3 separate regions of the Zea mays genome follow, and all the other regions are linked to region 1. Evidence: chromatin contacts called from public Hi-C data. All regions are on one chromosome and are shown on one strand. The core of a region is the stretch at or near the end of the contact, and the rest is flanking DNA. Distances in the headings are between cores, read along the strand shown. Region 1 holds the start of LOC100382839. Region 2 has its middle 86 kb from the start of LOC100304398. Region 3 has its middle 16 kb from the start of LOC109939473.

Region 1 (3,468 bases), core at 770-3,269:
TATTTGATCACGTTGTGTAATCCACTGCTGTAGTACGGCCTACCAAAAATGCTGGCGCATCTTATCATCGATGTCCAGTTCAAGTACCACGACACCATCAAACCCACATTTTCTATGAGTCGTTGTGTTCTGCTAAACCAAGCGATTCCCGGTCAATTAGTCTGCAGAGAAAACAAAATAATTATTGTACTGTCAATTCCTTCATATGGATTCAGTCGATACCTATTGCCAAACAAAATGAAGTTAGGCATAATAGAGCGTATGCACTTGTAACTCGATCAGGTACACATATACAAATAGCTAAATAGCAAGTTAGGGTTCTTGGTTCCGCAGGGAAGAGAAGGAGCCGACATACCTGGTGCTTGCTGTCGACGGGGCAGGGTCCGACGGATACCTGGGCACCTGACCTAGGGCGGCGTCTGTTGCCTACAATTTTAGCAATATAATGGCTTTCAAAATTAACAGGTCTGCTACATTCAAACAATTCACATTTCAACTAAAGTTGAATAGCATTTATAATCCAAAATAAGTATGTCAGCTCAAGGAGTTTATACGGTCAACATGGATCTCTCTGAAAAACTCAAACACGCATCCTAACATTGGGCGAAAGCGTTTGTAGCACATTGGCGTGCTAGCCTGCTAGGATATGCAACCTAATCACATGAACAAAAGGCATGGAAGGCAATTGTATAGTGTAGAGGGCAGCTGTAGCCTCTAATGGAGCTGAGGGGGAAGGAGAGGGGCCCGCTGTAGTTAGCCTAAGCTGCTAAGGCCGATCAAGATCCGTTGCCCGTGGAGAAACTGAAGCTCACCTGAAGGGGCCTCTTGGAGTGTATCCATGGTGTTGATGGCGGAGCCCGTAGGAGCTGTGCACCTTGCCGTCGCGAATGGGTGATCACGTGAGGGGCGGCAGGGAATGGGTGGGGATGGCGCGGCGAGGGAGCGGGGTTGCGGATGGGTGGGGATGGCGTGATGGTCGCGTCACCGAAGTCGCGGGGAATTGGGTCTTCAGGCGGGGGCAGTCATGGGACTGGGGTTGCAGATGGCTGCTGGGTGGGGATGGCACGGCGGTCGCGGCGCTGAAGCCGCGAGGAACGGGGTCGTCGCGCGGGGGCACGCGGGGTGGACGACGCCTGGAATCCGAGGATGGGGTAGCGGAATCCGAGGATGGCTGGGCATGGCGCGTGGTGGCCTTCCATAGTTGGAGCGGATGCGAGATCTCGGGCACAGGGGAGGAGGAGGAGGCGGCGGAATCAGCGAATGCGGACGCACAGTGAGGGGAGGCAGGGGCGCGGACGCGCGGGTGGAGGCGGGGGCGCCACGGTGTGTGGACGCCCTCGTTGTACCCTTATGGTATAGTAGAGATAGTAGTAGTTCTTTTTGCTGCGTATACAGACATAAATACGTGCAGTGGTGAGTGGACGCGTCCATTATTCCCTGGATGGATGGATCGGACTTTGTGAGTGCACAACAGCCACATGCTGAATTGTACACACATGCATGTGTGTGCCGTGTGGCGGAGATGAACAATGAGTAGTGAATTCGTCTCTCGGATCGATTAGGCCGGCGAAGCGAAGATCGACGGAGATACTAATCGGTCGGCCTTCATCTGCGGTTAGGTGATTAATTAGGTGGGGGTCGGAGGCATGGCCATGCCGCCGCTCTGCACGTAATGCATAGCATGTATTGTATGTATGTATGTATGTACGCGCGCTCGTGCATCAGCAGCGCGGGAATGACTGAGTGAGCATGATGACACCATGCACATATCGCCGTCTGAGCTCACCGCGCGCCTAACAAAGCCTGCCACCTGGCTTCGGCACACTACCCAAGAAAAGTCTCTCTCTTTCTCTCTCTCCTAGCTAGCCCCCGATCTGGCCCTCTCTCTCACGCGCTCTAGAACTAGAAGGGCATCCGCAGAAGTTGACCACGTACAGCAGCGGCAGCGCGGGCTCCTCCTGTTATATAACGCCCGCCTCTCGCCGCTCTCCAGCTTCTTCTTAATTTCTCTTCTATGATACAGGGGTAGGAGAAGGAGGAGGAGGAGTAGAAGCAGCTCCACACCTGTACGTAGCTGCCGCGCGCCGGTGAGCGAGGTCGTTCTTGAGAGCTGTATATATATATATAGCTCCGCGACGACGCCGATGATGGCCATCAAGTCGCTGAGCATGGTGGAGGCCAGCCTGCCTCCGGGGTTCAGGTTCCACCCGCGCGACGACGAGCTCGTGCTGGACTACCTGGCCAAGAAGCTCGGCGGCGGCGGAGGCCCTGTGGTGGTGAGCATCTACGGCTGCCCCACCATGGTCGACGTCGATCTCAACAAGTGCGAGCCCTGGGACCTTCCCGGTATGTAAGACGACGGCGCCTACACATGCTAATATAACTTGCTTGTTCCTGTCCTTGATTTCTGGCCAAGATTGATATGATCGAGCTTTTCCCCTTGCCAAGTCCTTAATTGCGCAGCGAATTCTTCTTCCTTCCTTCCCTTCCCTTCCCTTCCTCTTGGGTTTTTGAATTAATCCCCCCTGCTGTGTGAGAGCGCTATTAATTATTCTCTTTGGGTTCTGATCTGTTATTATGTTATGTGTTCCTGATGACTAATGATTGAATTGGTCCCTCAAATAATCCTTTATGTTATGCCAATCAAAGATTTTTTTTTAATGAGAAAGTAGCTGTACGATCTGTGATTATCCGTTCCGACATACTGATACACAAGCAAGTCTACTACACGGCGGCTTGCATGTATCATCCAGGATACGCTTGGCGTGATCACGTCTGTTTGCAATAAGGATGCCAATCATGGCACGCCCATGTCCTGCTGTCGTTGGCTCACCGATCTACAAGAATAATACATATACTAATATACATCTATACTTGTACTAGCCAATAAGATCTCAAAAAAAAAAAAACAGCTGCCATATGCCTTCTTCTCTCCATTATTAGCCAGACTACTACTACTCTACTAGTAGCCATGTATTCCAAGAAAATTCTCTTTGTTCCTTTTCCCTACATCCCTGCGTGTTCCTCCTCCAAATGGCACAAAAGCATACTCCTACACACATGCATGCATACAGCCATGTACTTTTGATTCGATTAATTGCATGGGCGCATCGAAATCCAAGATGCATGAATAACCACGAGTGTACTGTGCATGCTAGTTGAAACTGTGTGTCCCACTCCGAGCCATAAGTGAACGAAGAGACCATGACATCCTCTCCTGCAACTTTCACCGATCAACTTGCCAAGAATCCCTTTCTTTTCTTTCCTTCAATTCAATCGTCGCGCTTATCCCTTTCTTTTTCGCCCTCTTTTCGGAGTGTGCCCATGCCATATCGGTTTTCTTTTTTCCGGAGCATTTAATAAGCAGCTGCTGTATTTATGGGATAGCTTATTCCTTCTTTTGAGAAGTCTTTGATGATCTAAAGCGTAAACAAAATCAGAGTCAGACCTAAGCTACATACATATGTA
Region 2 (3,563 bases), core at 3-2,502, 270 kb before region 1:
TAGTGTTTGGTTGAAGAGCTAAGTAGAACGGAGCCGTTCCATCCCTGATTCTAGGAACGGAGCCGCTCTGTTCTGTGTTTGGTAATCTGGAACGGAGCAGTTCTGTTTTTTGTTTGGTTGTAGAGTGAACGGAACGGAGCGTGACTGTGAGAGCGGGATTGGAACGGAGCGGCTCCGTCCCATTGATTTTTTGGAGCGGAATGGTTCCGGATCTGAGGAGAATATTCCCTAATTGGAGTCATTCCGTTCTAGTTACTTTGTAACCAAACAACAACAAAACTTGGACAGAACGGTTCCGTTCTACTTGGCTCTTCAACCAAACGCTACCTAAGTTCCTTGCTCTCCTAGCTCACTGGACCGGCCTGTCTGTCTGTAATCGAGGCCGGCGGCCAGCCAGCCAGAGCCAAGTGTGCAGTGCAGGGAGGCAGGCAGCTGTGGCTTGCCTCTGCCTCTGCCGCTGCCGCTGGCTTCCCCCGATCCCTCGGCCCGCACGGTGTTGTTGTGTTTCCGGCAGAAATCCCCGATCCATCCTTGGCCCGCTTCGACTACCGTTCCCCGTATAGGCATAGGCGTATACGCATGTGATCCTCCACCGGCCCCCCCGTCTCGGCGCGCGCGCGTTCCGCATGCATGCTCCAGTGTGCCAGGTTGGTTGGCGCGGCTGGTCGTGGTCGATTTCCGGGGTCCAAGTGGATCATGGATGGGCAGGGCGAGCCTAGCCGGTGGTTCGGAGGCCGTGGATGACTAGAGGAACCGAACCACGCGGGTGCCAAATGCAAGCAAGCAATGGCATGGTGGCGTGGTCCCCCAGCCCGGCTTCCCTGCGTTCGTTCCTGTGGCTGTCCTCCTGTCAGTCACATGCGGATGTGATACGCTCTCGATCGATCCGGTAGGAAACTCAGCGGCCGCATTGGATCTCACATGCCGAGGACAGCAGGCCACAGGATCGATCGATCGCCAGCCGCCCAGCCCTACACATCTACAGCACAGCCAGCAGCGCAGCATAGTACACTTGGATCATCAGGAGGCAGCTCTTGTTCGTGACAAGCCAAGCCCAAGGCGAAGCCATGCATATATGCTCGGCGGCTTCCGTCGGCCCGCTCACTGCTGGCGATATGCACAGTGTTATGTCGCCTCCGGTGAGATCGATGAGCCAAACGGAGGCCCCGCTCCCCCCGGCCTGCACTGCACTGCACTGCACCACCGCTGGCTAAATAGTTTTATGTCCCATGCTGCAGGCTGCATGCGTGCGTGATGCCACTCTCTGCCAGGTAACATGTACAGTTGCGTACGTGACGACCGTACCGTGTACGCGTACGTACGGCGCATGCTGTGCACCTAGCTAGCTAGCTAGCGCAGTGAGTACGTACGACGACGCGTGACGCTGCTCCACACCACACGCTGGACCGACCGAGTGTTTCCTTCATTCTACTACGAGCTACGTACGTACGTACGACCGACGTGCCTGAGCTAGCTTCGCGGATTTGTTAGTGTGACCGTGACTGGTCACGAGTCACGACGAGCGTTAATTAAGCGTGCTGTTTTGAGCCTCGCCAAAATAGCCCAGGAGGGGACGAGCATGGAGGCCGCAAGTGTTGCTGGCCTTTTACAGACATGGGCCTTACCAGGCCTTGAAGTTTTTTTTAATCTTTGAGCCTGCAAACACGCCAGAAACTCCTGATGTCTCGATCCAGACTGGGATTTTGGTTTCTGCTACGTGCTATAAAAAAAGCGAGCTGTTAAATTAGAGACCTCTAAATTTTTTAGGTATCCAGAGGAAGCGCCGTGTACAGAGAGGTGCAACTGCTGGTTTGCTGGTCGCGAATTAGAGTTAACCCTAAGCATGCTCCGCTCCTCATTATATAGGTGTTCTTGTGGGCTTCTGACTCCAAGGCCTATCAGCAACACTAACACCCAGTCTAATTTTGGATCCAATCCGAGTTAGGCTTCTTCCCGTTAAGTGTGTGACCATATATGTTCACGTACACATAGACATAGTCCGAGTACTCGTACTTGACCCATTAATTGACAACGTCCTCTAGCAAGACGTGTCAACTCCTATACGCACGTAAATATTATATCAGACGAACAATTACAACATTATGTACATATTGTTCCCTTTGTCTCACGATATTTGTTTTGGCTCTAAGCTGACCTCTCTTTCTCGATACTATGAATTAAAATCCTTTCAAGGTTAACACTCAACCCTAGTATGGCCATGCATTTCTTGTTCCAATCACTCTATGGGCCCAAATATATCTCTCTCAAGAAGAGGGGGACAAATTTCATCTTGACTGACCATGCCTCACAACATGGTTCCTGACAAATCCAAGACTACCTTTATAATTACCCAGTTACAGAGTAGCGTTTGACAATCCCTAAGTAGGCCAGTTCACATCTTGAGAATATGAGACAATCTCAGGTCTAAGTGCACAATGTACATGTTGCAAAAAGAGAACTATATTACAATTTCTCACGTTGGGTCGGTCCAGCGTCATGTCATACATGCGCCCACATTATTAGTTTGACATCTAAATGTCTATGACTTATGAAATATAGTCATCAACTAATACATATGCTAGTCATCGACTCTGACCAAGGACACCATTTATAATAACCATAGAATTAAGCAATATATATATCATGAATACAAAGAAATATGTTCCATCTCTATGATTATCTCTAGGGCATATTTATAACAAGAAGGTGGCTAGGATGTTCTATAGGCATTGATTAATAGAGGCAGGCAATTTAAAAACGAAGGCGGTTGTCTTAGAAAAAACCCGCCTCTATTAATCTATATTAACATAGGCGGGTTTTCTTAATATGTGTCCGGCTCAGTGTATTGTTTAAAGGAGGCGGGCCACTTAACACAACCGCCTCTATTTACACAAGTGGTCGCCTTATATCGTCCGCCTCCTCCGTTACCCTTCAGCGTTTAACGCAGGCGGACTACAGATACGTCTGCCTCTGAAATTGTTTTACCACGGTCTTGCGAAATGAAAATCGATCAGCTTGCCGCCACCAGGTACTAAAATCGCGTGCTCTGATCCGCGCGCGTAATGAGATGCATGCCGCCATCGCCATCGCCATCGTATGTACGTGGAACGACAGGACGAGCTAGATTCCTTGGCCATCCAGGGTCGCCATCGCTGTGGGCTGCCACCCGCGTTTGCTTGCTCGCGTGAGCCAAGATGCGCGACTGTGTGTGATGGTCGACGTAGTACACCTTAGCTCAGACATGCATGGGTTGCGTCCGGCGATCGATCGGTCTGATGCAGCCGCGGCCAATCAGTTGCACGGGCGGGGCGACCCTGAACAGGATCCACGAATCGGTCAAGCTAGCTTCTCCTCCCTCCTCCCGCTGCCGGAGTATGAGCGTGCATGCGCACTTGTGCGGGCACCAATTATTGGCGTTCAGAAACAGATATATATGTGTACACACATGCACCGGTGCACGCATTCTCTCGGTCAGAGTCATCTGCCTGCTCCGGCCGCCGGCCGCCAGCCAGCCTCATGCAATTAAGCACACGGTCAGTGGAGTAGCTCCTAGGTAGGAGGGT
Region 3 (3,334 bases), core at 145-2,644, 280 kb after region 1:
GGTTCGGTCAATGTCTACTCCACATTGTGGTGACCTCCTTCGGTCAAGGATTGCACCCAATCCCTCTCAAGTGATCCAAAGATCAAACTTGAGTACAATGGTTTTCTTCCTTTTCTCAAGTATTCCCTTCGTGAGGAATCTCCACAAGTTGGTGTCTCTCACCCTTACAAGATTCATCACAAGAACCACAAGAGTAAGGGAGGGAATAGAAACACACACAAGAACTAGAGTCGCAGCAACAACACGCACACAAGTCAAGAACTGAGCACACAAAACAACGCAGTGGAGTTACAACTCAAAGAAATGCTCAAATCTCTATATCAATGAATCGAATGAGTGCTTGCGAAGTCTAGGTGTTGTAGGATGTTCAATGGATGCTTGGTGTAGTGCTCCACGCCTAGAGGTCCCTTTTATAGCCCCAAGGGAGCTAGGAGTCGTTTGAGTTCTATTTGGAAGGCTCTGGTTGCATTCTGTCCGTGGGCGCACCGGACAGTTTGGTGCATCACCGGACAGTGAACAGTGCCTGGTTTCTTTCCTTTTCTGGCGAAGCTGACCGTTGCCAGCCACTGGTCTTGTGGCACACCGAACAATCAGGTGCAACCTTCTGACCGTTGGCAGAGCCACGTGTCACCCGCTGATCGCGCGGTCGACGTTAGCTGGGCACGTAGCTAGCACACTGGACAGTCCAGTGAATTATAGTCGTGACGCCCTGAGTTTTTCCTGAGAGCGGCCAGTTCGCTGAGCGCGCCAACCTAGGCACCAGACACTGTCCGGTGCACACTGGACAGTCCGATGCACCACAGGCTGGTGCAGATTTGGCTAAACTTAGCCAAACTTCTCCCTTTGAATTTTTCTTGATTTGAGAAGTTTTCTAGCACTTAGTAGAACATAGTTAGTACCAAAAACAATTTACTAAGTGTTAGAATCATACCTTTATTTTTCCATTTGCATCTATTTAACTCTTAGCTCATTAAAGTCATAACTCAATGTGTTGAACATTTAATCACCAAAATAATATAGAAATGGTCTAAGGGCATATTTCCCTTTCAGTAGGGAACCCCGCGCCCGAATATTTCAGACTTGCGTCCCGCGCACTGTATACCCGTGACACTGACAAGAGCAAATAAGCCCCTCGACTTTGGCTTATTGACAATTTCCCGTACACGATGAACCAGCTAGGGAAATAATAGAAGCACAGCAGGGTTCTCTTTGTACCTCAAAAACCATAGCAAGTCATCCCATCCTTTGGTTTGTTGCGATCAGAGTTGAACCTAGCAGGGGATATAAAGTTAACATGTTGTACACTTCTATTGCATGGCCACCACGTAGGGCAGGGGCACAGGGAGGCAGCAGCTGCGGCCAAACCCCCTCTGGACATCAAGCCAACAGATAGACAGACAGTAACTGGCTTGAACCCTCCTCTCCATTCTTATCCTTGGTGCAGCAAAGCCAACCTCAGGTGATCCCGCCCTGTCCAAGCCCTGGCCTCATCCATTTACTACCCCCTGGAAACCAGTAGAAACGGTAGTGGAGAGGGATATTTCCTTGCAGATATTTTTGCTCACGTCTGAACATGTTCAGGTCGACTCCTATACCAAGTTCACCACTTTTTTCTCCTAGAATTAAACAACAACAGGGGAACCATCTTTAATGAACTTTGTTCACCCACTAACCCCCTAACTTTTTGCTAAAGATACTATGAACCAGAATCTCACCAATCATTCACCAGAAAGCTCCAAATCTGGAGAAAAACACTGAACCATATCTACAGTCTACTGAACCAGAGCTGCACCCCTCATGTCTGACAAGGCAGAATTGAGAGCACACAACGCACAATTTTGTGTAGTACGAGATCCAACACTCCTAGAGACTTGTTCTCCTTCCTATAGTCGACCAACTTACTATAGAAACTTCAGCCAAAAACTACACTAATTGAGCACAAGAGCTCCAAACTAGACACCACACACTGCCATATAGTTTTTCAGTTACCGAACAAAATTCAGTTACTACAACCTGCCAGTCCATCTTAGCATCGATTTCTTTTTGATTTTGGTGTAGTACCAAGCCTTACAACCTATAAGAAGTTTGTTCTCCTTACTATGTACTACCAACTTGACACAAGCACCCTGATCCAAAACATTATTGATCAACATCTACAGGGCCCCAAAGTGACCAAGAACTCACTGTCATGGTTACTGATGTCTGAAGTCAGGCAATAATAACACCTGACAGCCCTCTTTCAAGCAAGCTTTATTCTCCTTTTTATGTAGTACCAAGCCACCTTCCCTTAAAAAACCTTGTCACTAATGTATGCTCTTCAAATTTTCTACTAAGAGTATAGCTGAATACCTCATAGATATCTCACAAAGAACCCCCAAAGTTGTACCGAACACACAAATTCAGCCTCTGAAATTGTACTAAGTTTGATATCCAGATTAAGACATTGGATCTTTGGACCACTGTTACTACCAGTTCTAAATGACTTTAGGGGTAGGACTCTTTACCAAACGTACACACCAATATGTGGTCTTCCACTTTGTTACAGTAACCTTGGTCTAGAACTGTATAGATTAGCTATTAACAAGCCTCCAAAGTGGCTTCACACTGCAAAAACTGAGGTTCTTAAATTCTAGGATTAAACATTCCACTTTGGATTAAACATTCCACTTTGGAACAAGGTTTACAAACAGTTCCATATGGTTTTAGGGCTGAGTAACTTAATCAAATTTATGCACTTAGTGTAATTCTACAGCTTTGCTACAGTGACCGCTTTCAAACTGTCTATAAATCAGAAGTTACAAGGGCCCCAGGATGGTTAGCTGCTAAAGTTTTTAAGAATTCAAAACCCTAGGTCAAAACTTGTTTTCAAGTGTTTCTTCACTTTTTGCTATAAAATTTGGAAATATCCACACATGAAACTTTTTTGGTTTAGAAAACTCTATGACTTTAATATTTTGACTTTTGGCAAAATATTATCAGATCATAAATTCCACTTTTGGGTCGAACTGAAGTTTTTCAAACTGGGTTTTCTATTCTCTGCTAAACACAATATCACACTCAGAGTTTTTCGTGGTTCTAGTGAATGCATTCTAGGTGTATTACAATACAAAGATGTCAATGCATATGATGTCATGTCAAGTTTTAGTACTAGTAACACCAGAGATGTTGCAGGGCCTCTCTTAATATGATACAGGAAGTTGACGTATTCTTCGGGCACAACCACAACACCAATAAGGCACTTGTGGTAGTTCTGCATTTGGAGCTTCACTACAGTAAAAACAAACATCTCCGACGGCCTTGTTATCTCCGACGGCCACGCAGGAGACCGTCAGAG

Evidence for each region. Hi-C and Micro-C count contacts between places; a contact is called where the count stands out from the background.
Region 2: a contact with region 1 is called in a Hi-C map of leaf, with 7 times the contacts expected there. The contact joins the enhancer-like site here to the promoter of LOC100382839 in region 1. A contact is called at or near these places in 17 of 25 Hi-C or Micro-C datasets (bundle sheath, ear, endosperm and 6 more) and 1 of 3 datasets of contacts at active chromatin or transcription factors (leaf).
Region 3: a contact with region 1 is called in a Hi-C map of ear, with 2.6 times the contacts expected there. The contact joins the enhancer-like site here to the promoter of LOC100382839 in region 1. A contact is called at or near these places in 2 of 25 Hi-C or Micro-C datasets (bundle sheath and ear).

Annotation. Positions count from the first base shown.
Region 1 is chr5:44,889,425-44,892,892 of Zm-B73-REFERENCE-NAM-5.0, reverse strand. It overlaps LOC100382839, which reads left to right and starts at 2,019. Exons shown (of 3, transcript NM_001175536.1): 1 at 2,019-2,346. The coding sequence starts at 2,145.
Region 2 is chr5:45,161,485-45,165,047 of Zm-B73-REFERENCE-NAM-5.0, reverse strand. No RefSeq gene overlaps it. Among protein-coding and RNA genes, the nearest start is that of LOC100304398, 86 kb to the left of the region's middle. Within about 2 kb of position 1,252, at least 17 of the 20 cell types and tissues checked have an H3K27ac peak or open chromatin away from gene starts, as enhancers often do. A contact at or near this core is called in ear, leaf, leaf mesophyll and 3 more, where this site is marked.
Region 3 is chr5:44,605,926-44,609,259 of Zm-B73-REFERENCE-NAM-5.0, reverse strand. No RefSeq gene overlaps it. Among protein-coding and RNA genes, the nearest start is that of LOC109939473, 16 kb to the left of the region's middle. Within about 2 kb of position 1,394, at least 4 of the 20 cell types and tissues checked have an H3K27ac peak or open chromatin away from gene starts, as enhancers often do. A contact at or near this core is called in ear, where this site is marked.